3 separate regions of the Mus musculus genome follow, and regions 2 and 3 are each linked to region 1. The links are chromatin contacts, called in public HiChIP or PLAC-seq maps. All regions are on one chromosome and are shown on one strand. The core of a region is the stretch at or near the end of the contact, and the rest is flanking DNA. Distances in the headings are between cores, read along the strand shown.

Region 1 (3,863 bases), core at 745-3,244:
GTAGCTGTTTTCAGACACATCAGAAGAGGGCATCAGATCTCATTACAGATGGTTGTGAGCCACCATGTGGTTGCTGGGAATTGAACTCAGAACATTCGGAAGAGCAGTCAGTGCTCTTAACCACTGAGCCATCTTTCTATCCCAAATGAACTTTTCCTTTCTTCCTTCCTTCCTTCCTTCCTTCCTTCCTTCCTTCCTTCCTTCCTTCCTTCCTTCCTTCCTCCCTCCCTCCCTCCCTCCCTCCCTCCCTCCCTCCCTCTCTCTCTCTCTCTCTCTCTCTCTCTCTCTTTCTTTTTTCAAGACAGGGTTTTTCTGTGTAGCCTTGGCTCTTCTGGAACTCATTCTGTAGACCAGGCTGGCCTCAAAGTCAGAAATCCGCCTGCCTCTGCCTCCCAAGTGCTGGGGTTAAAAGCATGCGCCACCACGCCCAGCCCAAATGAACTTTTTCAAGTTGTCCCCTGACCTCTACATGGACACACACACACACACACACACACACACACACACACATTTAAAAATGAAATCAAAACATTGATGTGATACCATGTATCAACTACAATGAAGAAAAAAGTATTTGGCAAATATTTTAGTTGGCTCGGTGACTCTAATTCTGCTGCTCCATGTGGTGGACAACAGACGGCTAAGCTACAGGAAGAACAAGAACGAGTCCTGTTACGAAGCCATCCTGATACTTACTGGCTGTTTTCTTCCTTGGGTAATAGGAGCTCAGATTTTTTGCAAGAACAGCCAGTACTCTGAACTGCTGAGCTATCTCTCTAGCCTCTCTCTTTCTTTCTTAACTTTTTGTTTTCCGTGGGTTGGCTCAGGGGCTGGCTCAGCAGTTGAGAGCACAGGTTGCTCTTCTAGAGAATCCGAGTTTGATTCCTGTGACCCACATGGTGGCTGACAACCATCTTTAACTACAGTTCCAGAAGATTCGATCTCCTGGCCTCTGTGGGCGACAGGCAAGCAAGTGGTACACAGACACACATGCAGACAAAATACACATAACTGTAAAATACACACACACACACACACACACACACACATACACACACACACACACACACACACACACATATATATATATATATTAAATATCCATGCAGGCCACAGTGCACATGTGGTCAGAGAACAAGTTTCAGGAGTTGGTTCTCTCCTTTTTACTTGGTGAACCAGGATCTCTCTCTCTCTCTCTTTTTCTTTTTGTTGGGATTGATTGAAGTGCCACCAGCCCAGGTTCTCTCTTGTTCTTTCTACTGTTGTGCTGTATAAAGCAGGCTAGCCGACCTATGAGGTTCTAGGTCATTCTCCGCCCCTCCTCTTGTACTGGATTACACCTGAACAAGGGATTACAGATGCGTGCCACCTCATCCAGCTTCTTACTAAGCACAGGGGATCCGAGCTAGCGCCTCTACCGCCTGAGCTCAGAGTCACTTTTTTTTTTTTAAAGATTTATTTATTATTATATGTAAGTACACTGTAGCTGTCTTCAGACACCAGATGAGGGAGTCAGATCTTGTTACAGATGGTTGTGAGCCACCATGTGGTTGCTGGGATTTTAACTCTGGACCTTCGGAAGAGCAGTCGGGTGCTCTTACCCACTGAGTCATCTCACCAGCCCGAGTCACTTATTTTTAACGGACATTTACTGCATGCGTAGGTGGGTGCTGGGGCTTGACCCCAAGGCTTCATTCCTGGGGCAACTTTAATAGCAGCACTAGTACTTTATAATTTTATAATGAGAGCTTCTCTATAGCTTTAAAAAGTTTTGGGCATTTACTGTAAGAATAATAGTTGGCAGTCATTTGTTACCAGGAACCAGGACAGGTTAGAACCCTAAGACAGGAGACTGGAGGAGGAAAAAACAGTGAGCCAGAGTTGTTCACTAATGCATGTGTAATATCCTTTGATGACTCATAAACATACTTGGGGGTGGCCGTGCCTGGCTCTGTAGATCTTTGACCTGCATTGGATTTTGCCTGTCAGAACTGAGCCTTTTGTTTGTGGGCCACGGGTCAGGGAAATGTGGGCTATGACAACATGCCCAGCTGAAGTCTTCTCACCTAGTCCACCTTTTTTCACCTGTCAGCTATATCACCAACCCTGGCCTCAGCCTTAGTGCCATTTTGACTTTTTGCCTCTTCTACTTGGCTATAGCAGCCCAAGCAATTCCTTACAGCCTGCTAAGTAAGAACTTGACAAATGTCCTCTGGCACCATTCCTGCTAAACCATCAGTAGAGTCAACTTAGCATTGGTTTCTGTAGAAAGGATCTTTATGTACTGTGTGGAAGCATCAGCTGCCAATAACAAGCCTACGGTCAGTGAGCTGAGTCAGGATTAGAAGGTGGGACATCCGGCAGAGAGAGAGAGAGGGAGAGAGGGAGGGAGGGAGGGAGGAAAGAGAAAGAGAGAGAGAGAGAAAGAGAGAGAGAGAGGATTCTGGGAAAGTCAGGCTGGGGAGATTTGCCCCGAACGCTGAAGGAGATAGTTGAATGAAACTGAGAAGTAACCAACCCCAACCACATGGAACATAGGAAAAGATAAATGAGTAATTAAGTTATGAGCTAGTCGGGGAACAAGCCAAAGCTTTTGGCATTTATTCACGAAATATTAAGGCTCAGAGCCATTATTTCGGGGAACAAAGAGGCTGGGTAGGAAAGCCCTGTGGTTACAGATTGCACTGCCCATCCGACATGGGTGCACCTAGCTTGACTTAACAAGTGAGTGGTTTCTCTATGCAAAGATACCATTTCCTACCCGGTTGTGTCTTCCCAAGTACCTCCCTCCTCCCAGCCCCATGGCCCACCAGAAGCCCTGAGCATCTGTCGTTAGATGTATCTAGATGATACTTGTGATGCTTTGACTGAGAATGTGCCCCACAGGCTCAGCGGTTTGAACACTTGGTCTTCAGTTGGAGGAGCTGTTTGAGAAGGTTTGGGAGGTGTGGTCTTGCTGAAGGAATGATGTCACCGGGGAAAGACTTTGAGGTTCCAAAAGTCACATGTCATTTTGAGTTCGTTGTCTCTTTTCATTCCTGCAGCTCAAACTGTGAGCTCTGTGATTCATGTTCCTGCTCCTGTGTCCTTGCTCCTCCGTCAGGCATTCCAATCCTCTGGGACTCTAAGCCAAAGAAACTCTTCTTTTTATGAGTTCCCTTGGTCACAGTGTTTTGTTACAGCAAGTAGCTGATGCAATATTGTTCTAGTTTCTAGGGACAGGGTGGTACAAAGAAGAAGAAAAAAAAAAGACAACGGTTGATCAGGAAGTGCATGGCTATGCCAGACAAGGAGCCAAAGGGTTCCAGTTGTATCCTCTAGGTTTCAACTTGGTGACCATAACTTCCCCCGATATGCCTGTTTTCTTCCCTTTTGAAATATCTATGCCATGGTACATTGGAAATGTGAGATGATGGGTTCATGTTTCCTACCACCATAACTGAGGCCACTTCTGCTGTCATGTCTTCCCAACCATGTGGAAGTACCTCAAAACATGAATCAAAACAAACCTTTCTTCTCTCAGAAAAAAAAGAAAGAAATGAAGGAAGGAAGGGAGGGAGGGAGGGAGGGAGGGAGGGAGGAAGAGAGAGAGCAAGAAAGCAAGAAAATAAAATAAAATAAAATAAAATAAAATAAAATAAAATAAAATAAAATTTAGGGTCACTTGTGATGTCATACATCTTTAATCCCAGCACTCTGAAGCAGAGGCAGGCAGATCTCTGTGAGTTCAAGGCCAGCCTGGTCTATATACTAAATTCTTAGTTTGCTTGAGTTATACAGTGAGACTCTGTCTCAGGAAGAAAAAAGAAAGAACGATTTATAATGGGAATTCAGGGCTCATTAAGTATTGTTGAACTTACTGT
Region 2 (3,859 bases), core at 548-3,047, 530 kb before region 1:
TTACTAACTTGGTTTTGAGTCTGAAGTGGCCACTTGGCAAAGGGAGGCAGTGCTGTAGATAGAGCCTTGTCCAGTTGCCCTGGGCTACGGTGGTGCCCGTGAGGGCTGTTACGGATCCTATTCAGACACTGCTCTAAGTCTCTTACTTTCACATGCATACGCCATGACGAATTTAATCCTTACAACAACCCTATCAGGTAACTGTTATTATAACCATTTGAAAAACAAGGAAGCAGATCCTCGTTTGCACTCAGATAGCGAAGCGAGAGTCAAGCTTAGTAAGTCTTCTTGGGGTTCTAGGTAGGGGGTCCACTTTTCCAATGTTCATTAACTCCATGGACAACACACATTGGCTCTGGCTATGAGCATGAGGAAGACGAGGAACATGCCCTTTCACAACCAATCACCCTAGGCTCCGGATTTTGCATTCTGCCAAAGTACACAGCATTATTTGGTACAACCCAGAAATAGTCTCCTCTCTGGCTGTATTTCTATTTCATCACGGAGAGAGCCATTCCTTTGGGCTGGCCGGGTTCCACTTACAGAGAGCAGACTTCTTACTGGCCTTCTCAAGAAACCAGCCAGCTGTTCCCTGCCTCCTTGGTGGCTGAGTACCTGCAGGCGCCACCACTCCGGTGGCTTTCACAGACAGCTCCTGGCTGGTGAATGCAGTGAGGCCACTTTCCTAAGGTGTCTGTGGCAGGGCCTCACACCTTCATGGTCTTCTGTTCTAGGACATTTCAGCAGAAAAACCATTTATGTGAAAACCCAGAACTGAGAAAAGGGTAGACTTACTGAGGAGGGAGGACGCTGATTCCCTGGGGTGGGAGTGTGGGATGGGAAGGTAGCCTGGCTCTCCTTTAATGGTTGTGAGGCCTTCCCCAAACACAGTGATGTGCTTCTGAAAGTCTGTCTACTCTCTTTAGTCTTCCAGTTTCACGACTTCTCAGCTACGTTTCTTCCCTTTCTAGGCTGATACTTTCTCATCAATTAGGAAACACCGCCATCCCGTGGCTACGGGTTGATATAAGCTCCAACCTGCAAATCGCTGAAATTTCAATGGCATTGTTTAATGATTAAACCAAATGAATCAAATGGCGGAAGTAAAGCAATAGTGACTGCTAAAGAAGGTTGCTCGTTAAAATCTTCAAGAAAAACACCTGGGTTTATTTCTCTGAATTCTTCCTTAAAAAAAAAAAAATCTTGCCCAAGCCTTTCAGCTATTCCCAGCCACCCTCACACTGTGGCTCTGCATGAATTCTGTCCTTTCCACTACAGTTCACATCAATCTGTCTCTCCAAGCTCTTTCCCTCAACTGTCCCCAATCTCTGTGTCACTCCTAGGTCTGTTCTCCCTGTATCCTCCCACGATAGTATAAACCTAAGTTCAATTTTTTTTTTTTTTTTAGCTGAACGCTTTGGGGTGGGTTAGGGGTCAGCTATTACATTTGTAAAATGGGGATAGTGCCATCTTCATAGGGATATTGTAAGGATGAAATGGCCAAGTATGTAAAGACTGCCTGGAACATCACAGGTCTTGGTACCGAGAACTCGCCTTCCTTTCTAGTGAGGGCATGCTGGTGTTGTCCATTGGAGGCCAGTGATTTGAGTGATTTGATGTTGGAGCTTTACAGGATCCTCAACAACAAATCCGAGAATCCAAGAACTCATTTAGGTTTTGGAGACCACTGCTATTTTCATGCGTGGGCAGTTGGCCGGGCGAAGAGTGCAACCGGGCTCTTCTTGCGTGCGCAGCAGGTGCGTGGGTGTGAGCCCCGCGGCGTGAGAGGCGCGGGGAGAGGCGGGGCGCGGCCACCAGGTACGCTCACTCCTCGCGGTTCCCCAACCAGGGCTGGGGCTCGTGTGTGGATAATTCAATCCTCGTGGGACTCGGCGTCAGGCCTTAGCCAGGCCTGGGTGGATTGGCTGTCTCTCTTTCCCCCGCCCTCGGTATTCACCCCCACCCCCACCCCGTGTCCCAGGTGGCTTGGGCCCCTGTGGTGATCTCTGTTTACTGGAGAGAGCGGTCCAAGTTGGGCTCCATCTCTGTGCTGGCTAGCTGCTCCGCAGAACCCTTTCTGCGGAAAGCGCGGAGAAAATCCGGCCGAACCCACCTTCGCCCTTTCCCTACCCCCAACGCCGGGAGAGGTCGGGTAAGAGAAAGAGGGTTTGGGAAGGATGAGCCCCTGGCCTGGGGGATCCTGCTGCCCCTCCATCCCAGGACCTCACGCGCACCTAGGACTTCTATCCCTAGGCCTGGTTCCCGCGCCCATGCTCCGGGCGACGTGCCCTCCCTGGGCGAGCAGCCCGAGGCTGGATCTCAGGGACGTCAGCTCCCTAGCGGAGGCCCAGGCGTGGAGACTTCATTCACAGGTGTTTCCCCACCCCAGCAGACGGCGATGACCCCCAAGCCGGCCGGACCCCCGGACGGGGGCTGGGGCTGGGTGGTGGCGGCCGCAGCATTCGCCGTGAACGGGCTCTCCTACGGGCTCTTACGCTCCCTGGGCCTTGCCCTCCCCGACCTCGCGGAGCACTTTGAACGAAGCGCCCAGGACACTGCGTGGGTCAGCGCCCTGGCCTTGGCCGTGCAGCAGGCAGCCAGTGAGGGGGGCCCCCCGAGGTGGGAGGCGGGCACCGGGTGGAGAGGCCGTGGATGTAGTGATGGGAGACAGCAGACTTGATTACCAGACAACCTGAGAGTTACTGGTGGAACCAAATTCTAGAAGAGTGGGTCTTGAGGTCAATGGGAGGAGTTACCAGGCCAGGCAAAACAGCCAATGAGAAATGTTTCGGATAGTTTGGGGGTCCCGGGGCATGTCTTCGTTGACTCCGCCCCCTTCTAGGCCCAGTGGGCAGCGCCCTGAGCACTCGCTGGGGGGCACGCCCCGTGGTGATGGTTGGGGGAGTCCTAACCTCGCTTGGCTTGGTCTTCTCGGCTTTCGCCCGAAGCCTCCTGCACCTCTACCTCGGCCTGGGCCTCCTCGCTGGTAAGAAGAGTGGGGTGGCTGTATGTTTAAGGGGTGATAATGGGGACAGGAACTTCTTATAGGATAGGGGACTGTACAAGGCGGTGTGTGTGTGTGTGTCCGCGTGAGCGTGCAGAGGAGAAGAGGGGCTAAAGAATGTTTGCAAAGCCATGCCTGTACCCTCATCCTGTCCTATCCATTTGCAGGCTCTGGCTGGGCCCTGGTGTTTGCCCCAGCCCTGGGTACCCTCTCTCGGTACTTCTCCCGCCGTCGGGTCTTGGCGGTAGGGTTGGCGCTCACCGGTAATGGGGCATCCTCGCTGCTCCTGGCACCTGCCTTGCAGTTCCTCCTTGATACTTTCGGCTGGCGGGGTGCCTTGCTCCTCCTTGGCGCTGTCACCCTTCACCTCACACCCTGTGGCGCCTTGCTAAGACCTTTAGCTCTCTCTGGTGACCCGCTGGCCCCACCTCGCACCCCCCTAGCTGCCCTTGGCCTAGGTCTGTTCAAGCGCCGGGCCTTTTCAGTCTTTGCTTTGGGCACCGCCTTGATCGGGGGCGGATACTTCGTCCCCTACGTTCATTTGGGTCCGCATGCTTTAGATCAAGGCATGGGTGGTTATGGGGCAGCGTTAGTGGTGGCTGTCGCTGCAGTGGGAGATGCCTGTGCCCGATTGGCCAGCGGATGGCTGGCAGACCAGGGCTGGGTGCCCCTTCCGAGGCTTCTGGTGGTGTTTGGGTCTCTGACTGGGTTAGGGGTACTAGCAATGGGACTAGTGCCCACTGTGGGGACAGAGGAGGGTTGGGGGGCTCCTCTGCTGGCCGCTGCTGGGGCCTATGGGCTGAGCGCTGGGAGTTATGCCCCACTGGTTTTCGGTGTGCTCCCGGGGCTGGTGGG
Region 3 (3,339 bases), core at 154-2,653, 670 kb before region 1:
TTTGATTTCTTTGTTGAAGTTGTTGCTTGTCTAGAGAAGTGTGTTTAGTCATCAGCTCTGTACACGGGCCTATGAGGCAGGACAGCCTCAGACCAGCTTTTGTCAGAATAAGGACCTTTTGCCAGGTTACCTGCTGACTTCATCTAGGGAGGATATTAAATGTCAGTTTGGCTACACACACACACACACACACACACACACACACACACACACACACACACAAGCTTAATTTCCTGAAACCCAGCACCGCGTTTTATCTTTAAAAGCTAAGAACAAAAGCTATTGCTAGCAGGAGTTACAGGCAGGCTTGGTGGGTGAGATAGACCCCCACCTCCACCCTCTAGGGCGGATGGGATGCTGGAATCCGGTGGAAGCATGGATCACATTTAGCCAGACTCCCAGTCCAGGGACCACTGGGTTTACAGCAGGCTCCTGTAGCCTCCCAGACACCTCACTCCCACTCCCAATCCCCTTCGTGCCTGCCAGGCTGCGGCTGCAGACGAACTTTCACTACACTTTACTGGGCTTTGCAGGCAGGCAAGGAGCAGGATGAAAAGACTGAATGATTTTGGTGCTGGGATCCTTCCTCTCCATCCGCAGCAATGGACCCCATCTCCCCACAAAGGACAGGAGCGCAGTCTCAGCTGGTGGTTCTCAAATATGCTCTTTGGCCAATCAGAGCACCGCAAAGTCTGTTGCAGGCTGCGTCAAAAACATGCATGCCAGAAGCTTCATCTTCTACTAGGTTGAAGAGATGCTTGTAGCAGACTTGAGTGTTGAGGATCCACAGAGGCAGTTGGTTAAAGGAGCTGGCTGAGAAGATACACCTGGGGTGAGACGCTGAGAGAAACTACTGCAGGAGATTCTACTACCCACTCAGTGCGTGGCAGTGATGCCCGGGGAGTGGGATTTTGTTCTGCGTGGGAAGACCCCACCCCGGAGCAGAGCTCTGGGTAGGTGCTCTTGTTTACCTCCAACCCTGCAGTTCTCACTCAACGGCAAGAAAGGATGTGAACTGTTAGAGATAGGTAAGACCCAAGACGGCCGGCCTTTGGCCAGTGAACTTAGAACACAGTCGTCCTGGCTCTGGATCTGGTTCAGCATATCTGGATTGGAACCAGAAAACTGGTATCTTCTGAGGCCACGCCTCCTTGACCTCACCGCAAGCAGTTTTCCCTGGTCACTCTAAGAGTGACCACTATTGAAAGGAGCTGGGGGTGGGGTGTGTGTGTGTGTGTGTAAGTGGTCAACTTAGTCTTAGGAGTTTAATTATGGATTTTTAAAAAGAAGCTGTAAGAACTAACGGTCTAACATTTCACTTTAGTATTTAGGAAAGAGGCATAAATAGTATTGCGAAATGTTGCTTAAGGGCACCTGAAACTGGAGCTGTACCACACGGTGGCGCTGCTATCCTGAGTGTAGGCTGGGCCACTTCCTAATCTCCATGTGGCTAACAGTCTCCCCGCCGCTGGTATTCCTGACTTATTACTTACTAAGACCTATTTTCCATCTTGGCTGTCCCGGACCCAGACCTGCCGTGCTCCTGGGCCACGATCCCCAACTCTTACGTGATGGTTATGCTCTTTCTTCTGCACCTCTTAGGCCTTGTCTTTGCTCCTTTCCCAGAGTGATGGCTCTCTCCCTCCTCCCTCGGTCCCTTGCCTGGGAATTCTAAAGTCCTCCTTCTGTCTCCCTGCCCAGCCAGTGGCCACCGGCAACTTTATTTACCAATCAAAACCAATTGGGGGCAGGGTCCCTCACTATCTTATGTGCAGATTCCCATGTAATTTTGGGCACCCAATAAACACAATACAAGAGTTAGACCAAATCCACAACACTACCCAGCTGCAAACCTGTGACCCACAACAGTTGGCACATGGGTGAGATATATATAAAAATGCAATAAGTGGCATTTGCATGTTGGTGGAGTTGACATTCACTCGACAGAGGGCAACCATGCCTCGTACTGGAACTAGCTTCCCGGAACTAGCAAGGTCATAGAGCTGAGAAGAGAACGTATTACTACCACCATTGTTTTTATTTTTCAGAGACTACTTTTAATATGGGTTCTTAAACACTTTATCCTCCCTTCTAGGCTACCGCCCAGCAGAGGCAGTGGGAAAGAGAGGTTATTAGGATACGGGGAAGTCAACCTGTTTAGAAAATCAACAGTCCAGTTCACAGGTCAACATCGGCAGCTAGATACACTCGAAAACACTTCACAGATATACAGTCAGTCAGTTCAGGAGTGTTGGAATAGCAAACACAAATCAGCAGCTGTGGCATGACCTAGCAGATATAGCCAGGCCTCCGCTGACTCAGCATGAGTCAGCAGGGACACCAGGAGTTCTTTGCTGTGTCTCTCTCAACAAAGTGAAGATCTGTGAAGATACTACAAGCATTGCAAAGCTAGCTGTGCAAGCCCCCATCACTCTCCGTCGAGTCCTATTTATACTCTCTCCAAACATCATGTGTCCTCCATGGATCTTGCCTCATCACATGTCTTGCCTCAGCATGTGAGTCTGTCTTAACAAAACTCCACGTGAGTCTGGACCGGCTGACATCACTCTGCCAATCGACCCGAGTCCGGGGAAGTGGCAAGAAGCCGCCAGCACACCACCAGAGGTTTTTGGTGTGTTTCTCTCTATGGATTCATGGCAAGCAGAGCTCATCATTGCCATGTAAGGTGAACCAATACATGCCTGTCATTAGTGAAGCATCCTTCATCACGCATCCTTTCATGTGCAAAGGATGAAAAACATCCTTTCCCCTGTGTCTGCTTCAGAAAAACAGTCCTTCATGTGTTTGCCTCAGCAAAACAACAACCAACACAACTGACTTTCCAAAGAAACTGTAAGTTTCCACTTCATACCACTTTGCTAGACAAGCATAACTTCTTCCATCATTCTAAATCTTATCCTGTAGGTATCACACCTGTCAAAGGAGCCTCTCCTGGCAGCGAATGGAGACCACCACAGAAGACCACAACTGGACACAATGCAGAGACCAATAGATTGTAGGAGGCCCAGCCATGATGGAATATATCTACATCACAGCTCCTGCACCTATCTATGGCTTAGGGAACATTGTGGAAAAGGGGGCAAAGGGTTGTAAGATGCAGGATACAGAAAGTGAAACAGTCTTTTGTAGGCATGGCTGTGTAAACAAGGCCAGAGCAATGATGATATTGATGGATAGGTTAACATGGAAGGGGGAAGTTTTCATGGAGGCCCACCCCTAGACGACCTACAGGAAACTAATGACTGCTGGGAGAGAGACAATTGGCTTCTCTTAGGGATGAGCCTTTTATTGTTTGTCTAGTTCAGAGTGATCAACCTT

The links. HiChIP or PLAC-seq counts read pairs in DNA pulled down with a chosen protein or histone mark.
Region 2: a contact with region 1 is called in an HNF4G HiChIP or PLAC-seq map of pancreatic cancer cells. The contact joins the promoter of Slc16a11 here to the enhancer-like site in region 1. A contact is called at or near these places in 8 of 39 promoter capture datasets (cranial neural crest, embryonic stem cells, hippocampal neurons and 4 more), 6 of 115 datasets of contacts at active chromatin or transcription factors (embryonic forebrain, embryonic hindbrain, embryonic stem cells and 3 more) and 1 of 9 other capture datasets (liver).
Region 3: a contact with region 1 is called in a FOXA1 HiChIP or PLAC-seq map of pancreatic cancer cells. The contact joins two enhancer-like sites. A contact is called at or near these places in 2 of 39 promoter capture datasets (hippocampal neurons and stem cell-derived epiblast-like cells), 2 of 484 Hi-C or Micro-C datasets (cortical neurons and embryonic stem cells) and 1 of 115 datasets of contacts at active chromatin or transcription factors (pancreatic cancer cells).

What each region holds. Positions count from the first base shown.
Region 1 is chr11:70,746,132-70,749,994 of GRCm38.p6, forward strand. It overlaps Gm12320 (predicted gene 12320), which reads right to left. Exons shown (of 3, transcript NR_167739.1): 3 at 2,573-3,212. Among named protein-coding and RNA genes, the nearest start is that of Gm12320, 7.1 kb to the right of the region's middle. Within about 2 kb of position 1,995, at least 52 of the 459 cell types and tissues checked have an H3K27ac peak or open chromatin away from gene starts, as enhancers often do. A contact at or near this core is called in liver and pancreatic cancer cells, where this site is marked.
Region 2 is chr11:70,212,113-70,215,971 of GRCm38.p6, forward strand. Slc16a11 (solute carrier family 16 (monocarboxylic acid transporters), member 11) reads left to right here and starts at 1,798. Exons shown (of 5, transcript NM_153081.3): 1 at 1,798-2,152; 2 at 2,390-2,600; 3 at 2,843-2,986; 4 at 3,172-3,859. The coding sequence starts at 2,399.
Region 3 is chr11:70,073,453-70,076,791 of GRCm38.p6, forward strand. No RefSeq gene overlaps it. Among named protein-coding and RNA genes, the nearest start is that of Gm32946, 2.5 kb to the right of the region's middle. Within about 2 kb of position 1,404, at least 39 of the 459 cell types and tissues checked have an H3K27ac peak or open chromatin away from gene starts, as enhancers often do. A contact at or near this core is called in pancreatic cancer cells, where this site is marked.